2 separate regions of the Sus scrofa genome follow, and region 2 is linked to region 1. Evidence: chromatin contacts called from public Hi-C data. All regions are on one chromosome and are shown on one strand. The core of a region is the stretch at or near the end of the contact, and the rest is flanking DNA. Distances in the headings are between cores, read along the strand shown. Region 1 holds the start of DCTN1 (dynactin subunit 1). Region 2 has its middle 43 kb from the start of DCTN1.

The links. A called contact is a pair of places that touch in the nucleus more often than the background predicts.
Region 2: a Hi-C map of liver shows a contact between it and region 1, with 2.9 times the contacts expected there. A contact is called at or near these places in 1 of 5 promoter capture datasets (liver), 12 of 47 Hi-C or Micro-C datasets (embryonic fibroblasts, fetal heart ventricle, fetal liver and 4 more) and 1 of 2 datasets of targeted methods (skeletal muscle).

What each region holds. Positions count from the first base shown.
Region 1 is chr3:68,638,045-68,645,050 of Sscrofa11.1, reverse strand. DCTN1 (dynactin subunit 1) reads right to left here and starts at 2,489. Exons shown (of 28, transcript XM_021087359.1): 1 at 1,553-2,489. It overlaps LOC100737572 (a long non-coding RNA gene), which reads left to right. Exons shown (of 3, transcript XR_135162.4): 2 at 1,224-1,360; 3 at 4,249-6,741. LOC100513982 (retinol dehydrogenase 12-like) reads right to left here. Exons shown (of 6, transcript XM_005662442.3): 6 at 6,031-6,231. The coding sequence ends at 6,223.
Region 2 is chr3:68,682,541-68,689,546 of Sscrofa11.1, reverse strand. It overlaps the pseudogene LOC110260121 and the pseudogene LOC110260122. Among named protein-coding and RNA genes, the nearest start is that of DCTN1, 43 kb to the right of the region's middle.

The DNA of each region.
Region 1 (7,006 bases), core at 1,240-3,739:
TGTTCAAGCCCAAATTGGCCATTGGGCAAGGATATTTTATTTATTTACTTACTTATTTATTTACTTATTTACTTTGCTTTTGAGGGCCGCATGCACGGCATATAGAGGTTCCCAGGCTAGGGGTCTAATCGGAGCTACAGCTGCCAGCCTATGCCAGTCACAGCAACGCCAGATCCTTAACCCACTGAGCGAGGCCAGGGATTGAACCAGCAACCTCATGGTTCCTAGTCGGATTCGTTTTCGCTGCGCCATGACGGGAACGCCCAAGGATATTTTAGATGGTGTTCAACTCTCACAAGAGTAACTGGACTGGAATCACATTTTAGATCTGAGAGGAACCTTAGAGATCTTCTAGGCTAGCCTCCTACTTTATAGGCCTTGACAGGGGACGTGATCATTCAAGGCAGCACAGCTTGTTCTGGAAAGCAGGGATCAGAGCTCCGTGTCTATCAATCCAGTGATCTATACCCCTGCCACTCAAAGTGTGCGGTCTATGGAAGAACAGTGTCAGCATCACCTGGGAATTTGTTAAAAATGTAGAACCAACCAATGCATATACCATTAAAATTCAAAAGGCACTGACCTACACTGCCCCTTCCAAACCTTGAGTTTCTGATTCCAAAACTCCATTTCCCAAACTGCTGCATATGTTAAACAGAGGCAACCCCCAAGAATAACAGCCTTTTCCATTCAAATTTGGGAAACTCTCCAGACTATACTCTCAGTGGGAAATTCGTGGAAAATATCATTAGCATATTGAAAGCTCTGAAATACTCTCTAGTAGAGAAAACTAAACATCTCTGACCACAAAATGCCTTTTAGAACAAAAAGTTATCGCTAGCTACAATCGTTAACATCCAGGGTGGCTTGGGCTTTAGCAGTACACCAGGTAACGCCAATCTCCACCTCATAGAGTCCTGACTCTCAGTACCTTAAGGAACAGTATGTGGTCAAGACAGGCTTGCTGCTCTCCTCAGTGTAATAAATGAGAGTAAGTTTCTAAGCCATTGCCTCTTTAAAAACAGCGGAGTTTCTCATCTGCATGATTTAGCCGTGGGGATGCGCAAGATGACTGTTCTAGGGTCATCCTGCCAGTTAGGGCGGGCCCCAGAAATGAGAGACACAGACACACCAAACGCATGTCCAGACCCCCATGCTTGGGGCCTCTATTTTTTTTTTTTTTCTTTCTGTTTAACACAACTTCTCAACCGTGTGCCCCTCAGGAAACCTGTAGCTCCGAATGGGTTCAGGGGTGCCTCGGGCGCTCCCAGGAAAGGAGGTGAACCCTTACAGTTCTGGAGGAATTCGGAGGCGCAATCACTCGGACCCCGGGAGAATACCGCCAGGCTGAAGAGCTCAGGTGGGTCGGACCGGCCCAAACCCGAGTGAGCACCCACCCCACCCCCGGCCCCGGCCCACCCCCGCCGTCCCCCGCCCCGCACACTGGGCTCCCGACTGTGCCCTAGGCGAGCGCCGAGGCCCCAGAGCACCGCCAAGAGCCTCGCCAACACCGTGGGGGAGGAGGCGGTTCCCAGGGTCGCCGCCTCCGTACCTGTCCTGTCAGGGGCTCCGCGCCCGGCTCCGGGCCCCACCGGCGACCGACGCCCAAGCCCTAGCTGGGCCCGCCTATCCCGCATCGGCTGCCCGCAGCGCCGCCCGATCCCTGCGGGCGCACCCCAGTCCCCCTCGCCGCTGAGGCCCTGAGGCGTTCTGGGTCGGGGGAACACGTTACTCTTCCCCGAAGACCACCCGCATTTAAAAACAGCGCGCTGAGCGCGGCCGAGGAGACTTCGATCAGGCACAAAGCTGGACACCTGGAGAGAAATAGGCGCGTGCGCACTGCGCGTGGGAAGGCGATTAGGACCACAGGAGAGAGGCCAGCGGCGGCCAGCGCCCTCTCCCGGCAGAGGGGAGGCAAAGGACTCCTTTGCGTTGAGCATGTGTGTTCCCCAGAGGGTCGCTGCTCTCTTGAGTGCGAAGCCGCTAACGAAAACAGTATCGATAAACCGTATTTCGCCAAGTAGTTGCGGGAGAGAATAAATTTTGCTGTTGTTCAGTATTATCCATCATATGGGGATTCAGGCATTCTAAGACCTTATGATGAAAATATAAAATAATGCAAATGTACATAATAGAATTTTGGCTTTTTTTTTTTAATTTAAAGAAAGAAAACGTTAGAAAGTATAAAGTCCTCGGGAGTTCCCTTGGTGGCTCCGCGGTAACAAACCTGACTAGTAGCCTTGAGGATGAGGGCTGGATCCCTGGCCTCGCTCAGTGGGTTGGGGATCCCTCACTGCCCTGAGCTGTGGTGTGGGTAGCAGCAGGGGCTCGGATCCTGTGTTCCTGCGGCTGGGCTGTGGCGTGCGTGGGCTGTCTGTTACAGCTCCAGTTGGACCTCTAGCCTGGGAACTTCAATTTGCCGCGGGTGCGCCCCTTGAAAAAAAAAAAAAAGGTACAAATTCTTTGGCCCACTGCACCTGTTTCTAACAATGGGGGAAAAAAAACAAAAACAAAAACAAAAAACCTAGAACAAGTGTTCCAAGATGTCTGCACAAGGATGTTGGGAGAGCCGGAATTTACTAGACAATGGGTTCCATTTCGGTTTACTGACTACGGGAGATTTTTGGCTTAGTTACTTAACCCCTCCCAGCCTCTGTTTCCTCTTTCATAAAATGAGAATGTTAATGATAGAATCTACATTAGGAAGATTGTGAATCCATGTATAGAGTCTGAATTTTAACTAGTGTAATGTATGTTTATCTCAGTTAATCTCAGATTGAAAAACAACCTGAGGAGTTCCCTTGTGGTGCAGTGGGTTAAGTATCCAGCGCTGTCACTGCAGTGGCCTGGGTGGTTCCATCCCTGACCCAGGAACTTCTACATGCCCTAGCCAACAAATAAATAAATAAATTTGAAGGCTTTTAAATTCACTGTATACATATATTTTGTTAATTGTGCTAATATCCGTAACATAAAATTTACATTTTAAGTGTACAGTTCAGGGCACTAAGCACATTTACATTATCGTGCAGCCATCGATCGCCATTATCCATCTCCAGAATTTTCTCATCTTTCCAAACTGAAACTCGGTATCCATTAAACACTAACTCTCTTTTCTCCCCTAACCCTAGGCCCCAGTAACAAGCATTCTACTTTCTGTCTCTACGAATTTGACTATTATAAGTACCTCATATAAATAGAATCATACACTTCTCTCTGGCTCATTAAGGATTGGCATTGTCACTGCAGAGGCTTTGCATTGCTGCTGTGGCATGGGTTCCATCACTGGCTCAGGGATTTTGTCATGTGAGCACAGCCAAAAAAAAAAATAATAATAAAATCATGCAATATTTGTCCTTTTGTGTCTGGCTTATATCTTCAAAATTAATTCATGTTGAAGTACTATGTTTTCTTTATCCAATATATATGTTTTATTTATACCAATATACCATTTTATTTATCCATTCACCCATCAATGACCATTTGGGTTGCTTCTAGCTTTTGGCTATCACAAATAAGCACATTTTTAAAAACATAAATACATGTCCCATTCATCCTATTCCCAAGATCCCTACCCAAAGCTATCTGATTTTTGTTTGCAGTTCCAAAGTCAGTCTCTAAAAACTTAAGCATTTTAGATGCAAAGAGCAGCTTTCTATACACACTGTTCCAAATCTTGTTTGTTCAATTGACATATAGTTGCTTTACAATGTTATGTTAGTTTCTGGTATACAGCAAAGTGATTCAGACATATAGATATACATCAATACATCTCTATCTCTATATAGATATATCTAGATATATATACATTCGATATATCTATATATAGATAAATAAATTTTCAGATTCCTTTCCATTATAGGTTATTACAACCTATTGAATATAATTCCCCTGTGCTGAATTTGTTTTTATCTCCACTGGACAATACATCTTGGAGACTGTCTATATTAGTACATATTGATCTGCCTTGAAACTTTTGTAACATATATTTTCAATTTGAGCTGGAGCCATCCCTCTGAGTGCTTTAACAACCTTTAATGAATTAATGAATATGCTGAGCTTTCAAGTGAGGATGAAACTTGGGTAGAATCCGGGTAGTGATACAGGAAAGACACATGAAAAGGGTCCCACTGACTCTAAAGGACAGGATGTGCAAACAGGAAACACGATGTTTCTTTTATACTGAATTAGTCTGAGTGGTCTTCAAAGAAAATTAATATTGTCTTTGTCTTATGTATTTTTTCATAGGTGCTAACCTGAGGCCCCTTCTGATGGGGAACCTGAACAGGACCCCAAGGACCCCAAAATTTCCTCCCAACCTGTGATGCTGAACAGAAGAGAACATCTGTTCACTTTTGGGTGGACTCCTAGGCACTCTGGAACACGGGAAGTAACCGAGAGGGAAACACCACCCTTTGAATAAACAAATTTTGTTTTCCAGAGGGAGGAGGTGGATTTCAGGCTGAGAGACTTGGAGAGGTAATTGGATAAAGGCAGCGAGCAAATCAAGGGTGACAAAGCCAGGCATGGGAGAGGACAGATACAGGGGAGAGAAGCATCTACATCAGCCATACCAGGCTGTCCAAAGGAAATAAATGTAGGAGTTGCCCTTGTAGCTCAGTGGAAACAAACCCGACTAGTATCCATGAAAACACAGGTTCGATCCCTAGCTCCACTCACTGGGTTAAACATCTGGCATTGCCGTGAGCTGTGGTGTAGGTCGCAGACATGGCTCTGATCTGGCATTGCTGTGGCTGTGGCGTATGCTTGCAGCTGTAGCTCTGATTCGACCCCTAGCCTGGGAACCTCCATATGCCGAGGATGTGGCCCTAAAGAGAGAGAGAGAGAGAAAGAAAGAGAGAAAGAGAGAGAGAAAGAAAGAAAGAAAATGTAAACATTAAATTGTCTTGAATTGAAAATATGCTAATAAATTTTTAAGAATTTTTTAGAGAAAATTATTAAAATTAAATTTCATATAAGCCAGCCATACATATAATGTTAAATTTTCTAGCAGCTATAATTTCAAAAACTAAAAAGAAACAACTTCAATTAATTTTAATAAGTTGTCAAAATATTATCATTTCAATATAATAAATATGAAAATATTGATGATATATTTTACATCTTTTATACTAAGTCATTTGAAATCCAGTGTGTATTTCGCACATACAACACATTTTTTTGTTTGTTTGTTTTTTGATGACAGTGTAGAGCAGCTTGATGTGGGATCTCAGTTTTCAGATAAGGGATTGAACCTGGGCTGCAACAGTGAAAGTGGCAAGTCCTAACCACTGGACCACCAGGGAACTCCCACATACAGCACATTTCTATTGGATGGTAAATTTTCATTGGTAATACTTGATCTGGTTTAGATTTTATAAAATTTTACAACTGAAAAGTAAATTCATATATGCAAATTATTTCAAACTCTTTTTTTGGCCATACCCACAGCATACAGAAGTTCCTAGGGCAGAGATCGAACCCTTGCCACAGCAGTGACACACAAGGTCCTTCACCCACTGAGCCACCAGGGGACTCCCTCAAACCTATTTAGAAGTTTTCCAGTAACTTGTTTAAATATACATTTTTTTAACATGTATATGAAAATTAAGTAAAATTTAAAATTCAGTTCCTCAGTCACATTAGTCATATTTCAAGAGCTCGATAGCCACATGTGGCCAGTGGCTTTCTTATCAGACGGTCTAGAGACAGCACCTCAACTCTTCTTCCCCCTCCTTTATTATTCTTTTCTTTTTTTAATTTTTTTTTTCTGCTGTACAGCATGGGGACCAAGTTACACATACATGTATACATTTTTTCCCTCCCATTGTTGTGTTGTGATGTAAGTACCTAGACATAATTCTTAAGGCTACACAGCAGGATCTCATTGTAAATCCATTCCAAGAGCAATAGTTTGCATCCAATAACCCCAAGCTCCTGATCCCTCCCACTCCCTCCACCCCACCCCACACCCCCCACACACACACCCCCACCCCAAGGGGGGGAAGCCACAAGTCTATTCTCCAAGTCTAAGATTCCCTCCTTTATTATTCTTTTATGAGATGATCTGGCCTTTCAGGAAGGAACCTAATGTATATTGATTTTTGCCTGGCTCTGTTACCACACACTGGTAGAATGTGAGGAAACAAAGTGGCCCAGGAATGTCAGGCCTGTTGTGCCCCATTTCCTTCTGGGGTAACGTAACAGCATCAGGATAGTCCCTCAGGAGACCTGGAAGACAATGTGATAAGAAGACCACAATGAGATAAGCCAGAATAACCATAAAAATCACTCCTACAGTGGGAACTTAGGACCACACAAGTTCTGTTGTAGAAACCACGGGAAAAACCATATCTACAAGTTGGGGACGTTTTTGTTCAAACAGATCAGATTCTTGAAATAAAGTAAGATTTCATTAGATTCTCTAAAATCAGGACTAGAGAGATGCTCAATATCTGTGATTCTAACCAACACTGTATTTTAGGACATAGCTAACTTGATAAGGTAAGGAAAAGATATGAAGGGCATAAAGATTAGAAAGGAGGAAATTAAACTCATTTTTCACAGATAATATGATAACATACACAGGAAATGCCAAAAGAATCTGAAAATTACTGAAACTGATTTTGAAAATATTTACAAGGTGGCTACAAATAAAAAAATCAATGTAAAAATCCATTTCAATTGTATAACCAACAATGAAACATTAACTAATATTTTAAATAAAATTGGTGCACCGTATTTTTTTATTTATTTATTTATTTTTGCTTTTTACGGCCACACCCCTGGCACATGGAGGTTCCCAGGCTAGGGGTCAAATCGGAGCTGTAGCTGCTGGCCTACGCCACAGCCGCAGCAACACCAGGTCCGAGCCGCATCTGCAACCTACACCACAGCTCACGGCAACGCCAGATCCTTAAGCCATGGAGTGAGGCCAGGGAGCGAACCTTCAATCTCGTGGTTCCTAGTAGGATTTGTTTCTGCTGTGCTACTACGGGAACTAGTA
Region 2 (7,006 bases), core at 1,812-4,311, 44 kb before region 1:
AGTAAAGTTGTATTTGGTTTTCCAATGGACTGGGGTGGGCTTTGTTCCATAAAAAGAGAGCCCAAAGGAGGTAGGGTGGTGAGAGGTGTCCCTTCCCCGAACAGTGCCCAAGCCCGGTCTGTTCAGCCGTGGTTAGGAACCAACTCTGTACGAAGATGGTGGACTGCACCCCACATGAACCACGGGATGGAGTGGGGCTCGAAGCCTTTGCCGCAGAAGGGAAAGCTGGGTATCAGGTCCCGAAGGATCTACTATACACCCTTCTTGTTTTCCAGCGCTGTTAGGAATTTTTCTCTTTTTGTTTATTTCAATTAAAAAAATGTCATTATCACAACATTGTAAATCAACTATACTTCAATAAAACTTTAAAAAAACGAAAAAATTTGGACTTCCTGCGTGGCTCACAACATACCTCCTCGGCGTTGCTTCTGCAGTGGCTGTGGCTCGACCCCTAGCCTGGGAACGTCCATATGCCGCAGGGGCAGCCACTTGTTTAAAAAAAAAAAAATGAAAAAATTAAAATTACCTGTCAACTATACCTCAAAAAATTGAGATAAAGCATAGAAAATATATGTACAAAAAGTTTTTCTTATTAAAAATAAATTTTTAAATGTAATTTACATTGGATTTGGGGGGAAAGAGAAGGAAGAGTTCAGTGCATCATCTTGAACTAGAGTTTTTTTTTAATTTTTATTTTTTCTATTATAGTTGATTTACAACGTTCTGTCAATTTCTGCTGTACAGCAAAGTGACTCAGTCATACATACATATATATACATTCTTTTTCTCACATTATCCTCCATCATTTGAACCAGTTTTTGATTCCTACTGAGATTTAATTTTTTTCATTTAATATTGAACAATGGCATTTTGTGAATTGATAACCATATCCATGTTTAAATGAATATAATTCTATAATTCTATTTTCTTATTTATTTATAGGATTTTTTTTCTTTTCTTTTTTTGGCTGCCCCGCAGCATATGACCCAAGCTGCTACAGATTCTTTTTTTTTTTTTCTTTTTTTGTCTTTTTAGGGCCATACCTGAGGCATATGGAGGTTCCCAGGCTAGGGGTCCAATCGGAGGTGTAGCTGCCGGCCTACACCACAGCTCACAGCAACATCAGATCCTTCACCCACTGAGTGAGGCCAGGGATTGAACCCGAAACCTCATGGATGCTAGTCGGATTTGTTTCCGCTGCACCATGATGGGAACTCCTGCAGTCAGATTCTTAACCCACTGGGCCGCAGCAGGAACTCCCTGCATCTTCATCTTTGCTAAATAACACACAGTGTTTTCCAGAGGGGTTGCAGTATTTCACACCCCTATTGGCAGTGTGTGATAGTCTAGCCTGATTATTTAAAGACAAGAGTTGGTAGATCTGGGATGCTCTGGTTCTCTGCCCCCTGGCATTTGCTCAGTTCCCCCTTTTTGCCTTCTCCACGCAAATATTCTCCCTCTTCTCTGAACTTGCATCCTGCTGCTGGCCTAACCCAACCCCACCACCATCACCACTCTCCCCTACAACACAATTGAGAACTCCTAAAACCTCATTTTTGCATTTTGTTTCCTGGTCCAGTATCAACAGTGGCTTTCCAGGGCAGTCAAATAACGTCTAAACTCCTTGGACTGGCACCCAAGGCTCTCCCATGCCCGGCTTCCTCATTTTTCCCAAGACTCGTCTACCCGCCCCCCCACTCCCCAAGGGGATGCGCTTGAATCCAACCAAGGGAACCCAGCCTGCTGGTGGGGGTGTAAACCAATACAGCCACTATGTAAAAACAATGTGACAATGTTTAATAAAGATGAAAATACACATACTTGAGTGACCAAGTACTTTCACTTGTGTATGTGTGTTCCAGGGCACACAAACAAGAATGTTTACACAACACCGTTTGTAGGTGCTCAAACATGAAAGCAACCTGAATGTCTATCAGGAGTAGAATGGATAGGTAAATTTCAGTCTTTTCACTCTGTCCCCGACTGACTTTAAGTGAGCGGGCATATTTCTTTCTTTTTCCCTTTCTTTTTTTTTAGGGCTGCACATGCGGCATATTGAAGTTCCCAGGATAGGGGTCAAATCAGAGCTACAGTTGCTGGACTACATCGCAGCCACAGCAACACAGGATCTGAGCTGCATCTACAACCTACACCACAGCTCACAGCAACACAGATCCTTAACCCACTAAGCAAGGTCAGGGATCCAACCCCTGTCCTCATGGTTACTAGCTGGATTCACATTACCACTGAGCCATAACAGCAACTCCAGGGCATGCTTCTTTTTCGGGAATATCTTTATTTAAAACAGGAGCCCAACTACCTACCTTCCAAAATAGAGAAAGAGGATTTTCTTCCACTGAAAAATTAATTTCCAATATCATTGTGTTAATATGTCGGAAAATTCTAACAAGCGGTGGTCATGTTTTATCATTCTGTTAATCTAAGTGCTCCTTTTCTTTTTTTAATTCACTTTTTAAAACGTATACACTTAAATTTATATCTATAAAGTATTGAATCACTATATTTTAATTGTACACTTGAACCTAATACTGTAATTGAACAACACGTCAATAATGAATAAATAAAATTAGCATATTGGAGTTCCCATTGTGGCTCATTGGGTAAGGACTCAATGTTGTCCCTGTGAGGACGTGGGTTCAATTCCTGGCCTCGCTCAGTGGGTCAGGGATCTGGCATTGCCGTAAACTGTGGTGCAGGTCACAGACGCAGCTCGGATCCAGCATTGCTGTGGCTGTGGTGTAGGCCAGCAGCTGTAGCTCCGATTCGACCCCTAGCCTGGCCATGGGTGTGGCCCTAAAAAGCAAATAATAATAATAAAAATTTGTATATAATAAAATCCATTCTCTTTCGGGGTTCAATTCTATGAGTGTTAACTATGCATGATCTTTGCATTTTGTAGAAAGGAGTATCAAGATAGATTTAAAGTAATTTATGTTAAATACTGGGGCTTTGGAAAACAAAGTTTGATTTCACAACTTGGTTGGTAGGTTGTGTTTACTCTCTAAGTTCATGAAAGTGAAGTTCCACCAATCGATTCTTGCTCAATTGTCTAAGACTTGACTGCCTGCCAGGAGGCCAGTCCTGGGCTGACCCTTTCCACTAAGATCAGGAGGGGCTTTTCTGTAAAAAAAAAAAAAAAACAGGCCCGGCTTTTACTCTTCATGGGAAACTGACAAGCTGTTGCTGCAGGTGAAGGATGCAGCCAAGGATCTTTCTAAGCCAAGTGCCCTTGGCTGCCAAGTACACAGGCAAACCTAAACTCCAAAGGAGGGTCCTCCATATCTGAGCTACCATGTCTTTTAGAAAAGTGTCAAGATTTGATGGCCTAGAAAAAGAATGTATATATGTATGTGTGACTGGGTCACTTTGGTGCACAGTGGAAAATTTACAGACACGGTAAACCAACTATAATGGAAAAAATAAAAATCTTTAAAAAAAAAAAAAAGATTTGATGGCCTAAGCATTAAGGGAGAGTGAATACTTGGCCCCTCATTTCTCCAAGAAAGGAAGGGAACATTGGACCATTAACAATCATAGTCTCCCAAGTACGTTGTCAGCTAATTTAACTGTTTAACCAAAAAACCCACCATTTCATTCCATTTACTCTGACATAATGCCAAAAAAAAATTAAATTTCTAATTATTATTATTATTATTATTACTGTCTTTTTGCCATTTTCTTGGGCCACTCTCATGGCATATAGAGGTTCCCAGGCTAGGGGTCGATTTCAGAGCTGTAACCTCCGATCTACACCACAGCCACAGCAACTCGGGATCCGAGCTGTGTCTGTGACCTACACCACAGCTCACGGCAACGCCAGATCCTTAATCCACTGAGCGAGGCCAGGGATCGAACCCGCAACCTCGTGGTTCCTAGTTGGATTCGTTAACCACTGAGCCACGATGTGAACTCCAAATTTCTAATTTTTAGGAAAAAAAAAAAGAAATTTCTGCATGTCATTCCATCAAGACTACCTTCTCCAGTATTTCATCCTTCCCACTCCAGCTATTTTGACCTTTCTACTTCAGTGAGTGAGTTCACAAAAACGGGATGCTAGGCCTCACCAAGATGGTGAACTTGATGGCCAGGCTCTCTGGGGGAGTAGGAATTAGCATCTCCCTCAAGTCCCCAGGCTAATGTCGTTGGTCAGGGGACCACACCTGGAGAATCACTCTTCTAAATCTAACTAGTCTAACTAATAATTCACAGGAAATATGAAAGGTAGAGGAATTTATTAACATCATGAGGAGGCATTTAAGGAAAAAAAAAAATAGACTCTGAGAAATAGTTCCTTCAACAAATTATTAGAGAAAAGCAAGCAAGCAAGAACCTAGAGTTCCTGCTGTGGTGCAGTGGGTTAAGAATCTGCCTTCAGGGAGTTCCTGTCATGGCGCAGCAGAAAGGAATCTGACTAGGAAACGTGAGGTTGCAGGTTCAATCCCTGGCCTCGCTCAGTGGGTTAAGGATCCAGCGTTGCCCTGAGCTGTGATGAAGCTCACAGATGCGGCTCTGATCTACAGTTGCTGTGGCTGTGGAGTAGGCTGGTAGCTGCAGCTCTGATTCAACCCCTAGCCTGGAAACCTCCATTAGCTGTGGGTGCGGCCCTTAAAAAAAAAAAAAAAAAAAAAAAAAAAAGAATCTGCCTGCAGTGGATCGGATTGCTGTAGAGGTACAAGTTCAATCCCCAGCCAGGCACAGTGGGTTAAAAGGATCCAGCATTGCCACAGTTGTGGCATAAGACTCAGTTGTGGCTCAGATTCAATCTCTGGCCCAGAAATTTCCATATGCCACAGGTGTGGCCATACATTTTTTTAAAAAGGAAGAAAGAATGAACCTAGAGATTAAAGGGAACTTAATAGGCATGGAGAGCAAAGCCAAGACAGCAGCCCAGTCAAGAGTACAAGCTTTGTCCTGCACATGAAGCTGGATGTCAGTGTCTACCGGATTCTTCCCGGGGCCTCCAATAGTGGCTAAAGGCTGAAACTCAGACCAACCTGCTTAGACTGTTCACATCCAAATCACTTTAAAATCACTGCCTACATCAACTCAAGTGTCAAGTATCAGTGATGCTCTCTGCTCAGACACCAGCAGAAGAGACAGTGACAGATTCAAGTTTCTATTTTGTTTTTTTTTTTTTTTTTTTTTTTTTTTTTTTTGTCTTTTTTGTCGTTGCTATTTCTTGGGCTGCTCCCACGGCATATGGAGGTTCCCAGGCTAGGGGTTGAATCGGAGCTGTAGCCACCGGCCTACAGCCAGAGCCACAGCAACGCGGGATCCGAGCCGAGTCTGCAACCTACACCACAGCTCACGGCAACGCCGGATCGTTAACCCACTGAGCAAGGGCAGGGACCGAACCCGCAACCTCATGGTTTCTAGTCGGATTCGTTAACCACTGCGCCACGACGGGAATTCCCAAGTTTCTATTTTGTAATCTGGCTCCAGGATGACACTGGACATAGGGCTTTCACTGGCATTTGCTTCATACCTCAGGGTGATGTTTTTGACTTTAACATTCCTTTGCAAAATTACCTCAAGTGGGTAAGGCAGGTATCTGAGATATACAAAGAATCTCAGGAAATGGCCATTCATCCCAAGTTGACTCTGGGCTTCAAGGAAAGACTTGATGATCTCATCAAGTTAAGTAATGTAAACATTACAACCAAAAGATGACATATGTCTAAACTCAGGACGGCAAGGGACCAGAGGCCTCTGCTTACTCCTAACGCCACCTGGAGACAAAGTCCCTTTTCTCCCTCCATCCTCCGAGACTGCCATTAGCAATCACGTCGCCCCAACACTCATCCAAATCTAACCAGAGAAGCAGTGATGCAGATTTCCTTTTAAGTGGGACCCTCCTGCTCCTGTCATGACACAATGACTCTGAGCAATGACTTGGTGAGACTTTAGCACTGCATCCAGCTCTGTTCCAAACCTGGCACCCCAGCCATACAACTGAGTCCAGGTCTGAATAGCACTGGCAAGACATCAAGAACAGACCTGAAGAATAAAAATGTTCTTGAGAAGGTAGGGAAGAAAACCCCATCTTTGAGGAAGAAAATAAAGAAAGCGGAGGGGGTGCAGAAGTTAACCTGGTAAAAGACTTTTTTTTTAAGAATTACAACATACAATGTAAGGATTTGGGGATGATCAGAATCCTAATACTGAGCCGGGGGATATTCTTGAAGGCCTTGTCAAAGGGTTCATCACTGAAATGATACAAGATACCATCAACTGGAAGACAAGGTCAAGTACAAGTTAAAGATACCATCTTCTTGACTGGAAAGGATCCAGGGAAGTTTGCTGAGGTTAGAGTCTTGTTTACTATGAATGAAGAATTGAAACTAGAAAAGCATTGATGAAAACCTACTATGGATCTTGACCCCTTTTATAATTTCTGAAGCTTCCTTATTTTCTGGAGCAATCATATATAGTAACTGAGTATTTTCTATAGTAAGGTCCTGATCTCTAACAATGTAAATGAAATATGAATAAAAGTTTTTTCATGTCTTTGATTTTAGAGTAATATTTGAGATTTTAATTGCCTGTCTTTATATTATCATACCTAAATTACCTATTGGGTTTTAATGACCACACAAAATTAAAGTATCTTGCAAATCACAGTTCCTTCTGACTTTTTTCTTTAGGGCCACACCCACAGCATAGGCAGGTTCCTAGGCTTGGGGTCAAATTGTACTGCAGCTGCCAGCCTACACCACGGCCACAGCAATGCCAGATCCAAGGCAAGTCTGTGACCTACACCACAGCTCATGGCAATGCCAGATCCTTAACCCACTGAGTGAGGCCAGGGATTGAACCTGTATCCTCACGGATACTACTTGGGTTTGCTAACCACTGAACCATGACGGGAACTCCCCTTCTGACTTCTGAATATCAGAATGATGTGTTAGATCTTTGTACCACTGAGCTATAACCATGCAATATGTGAAACCTAAACATCACCTTGGACCCTATGAAACATGTTCCA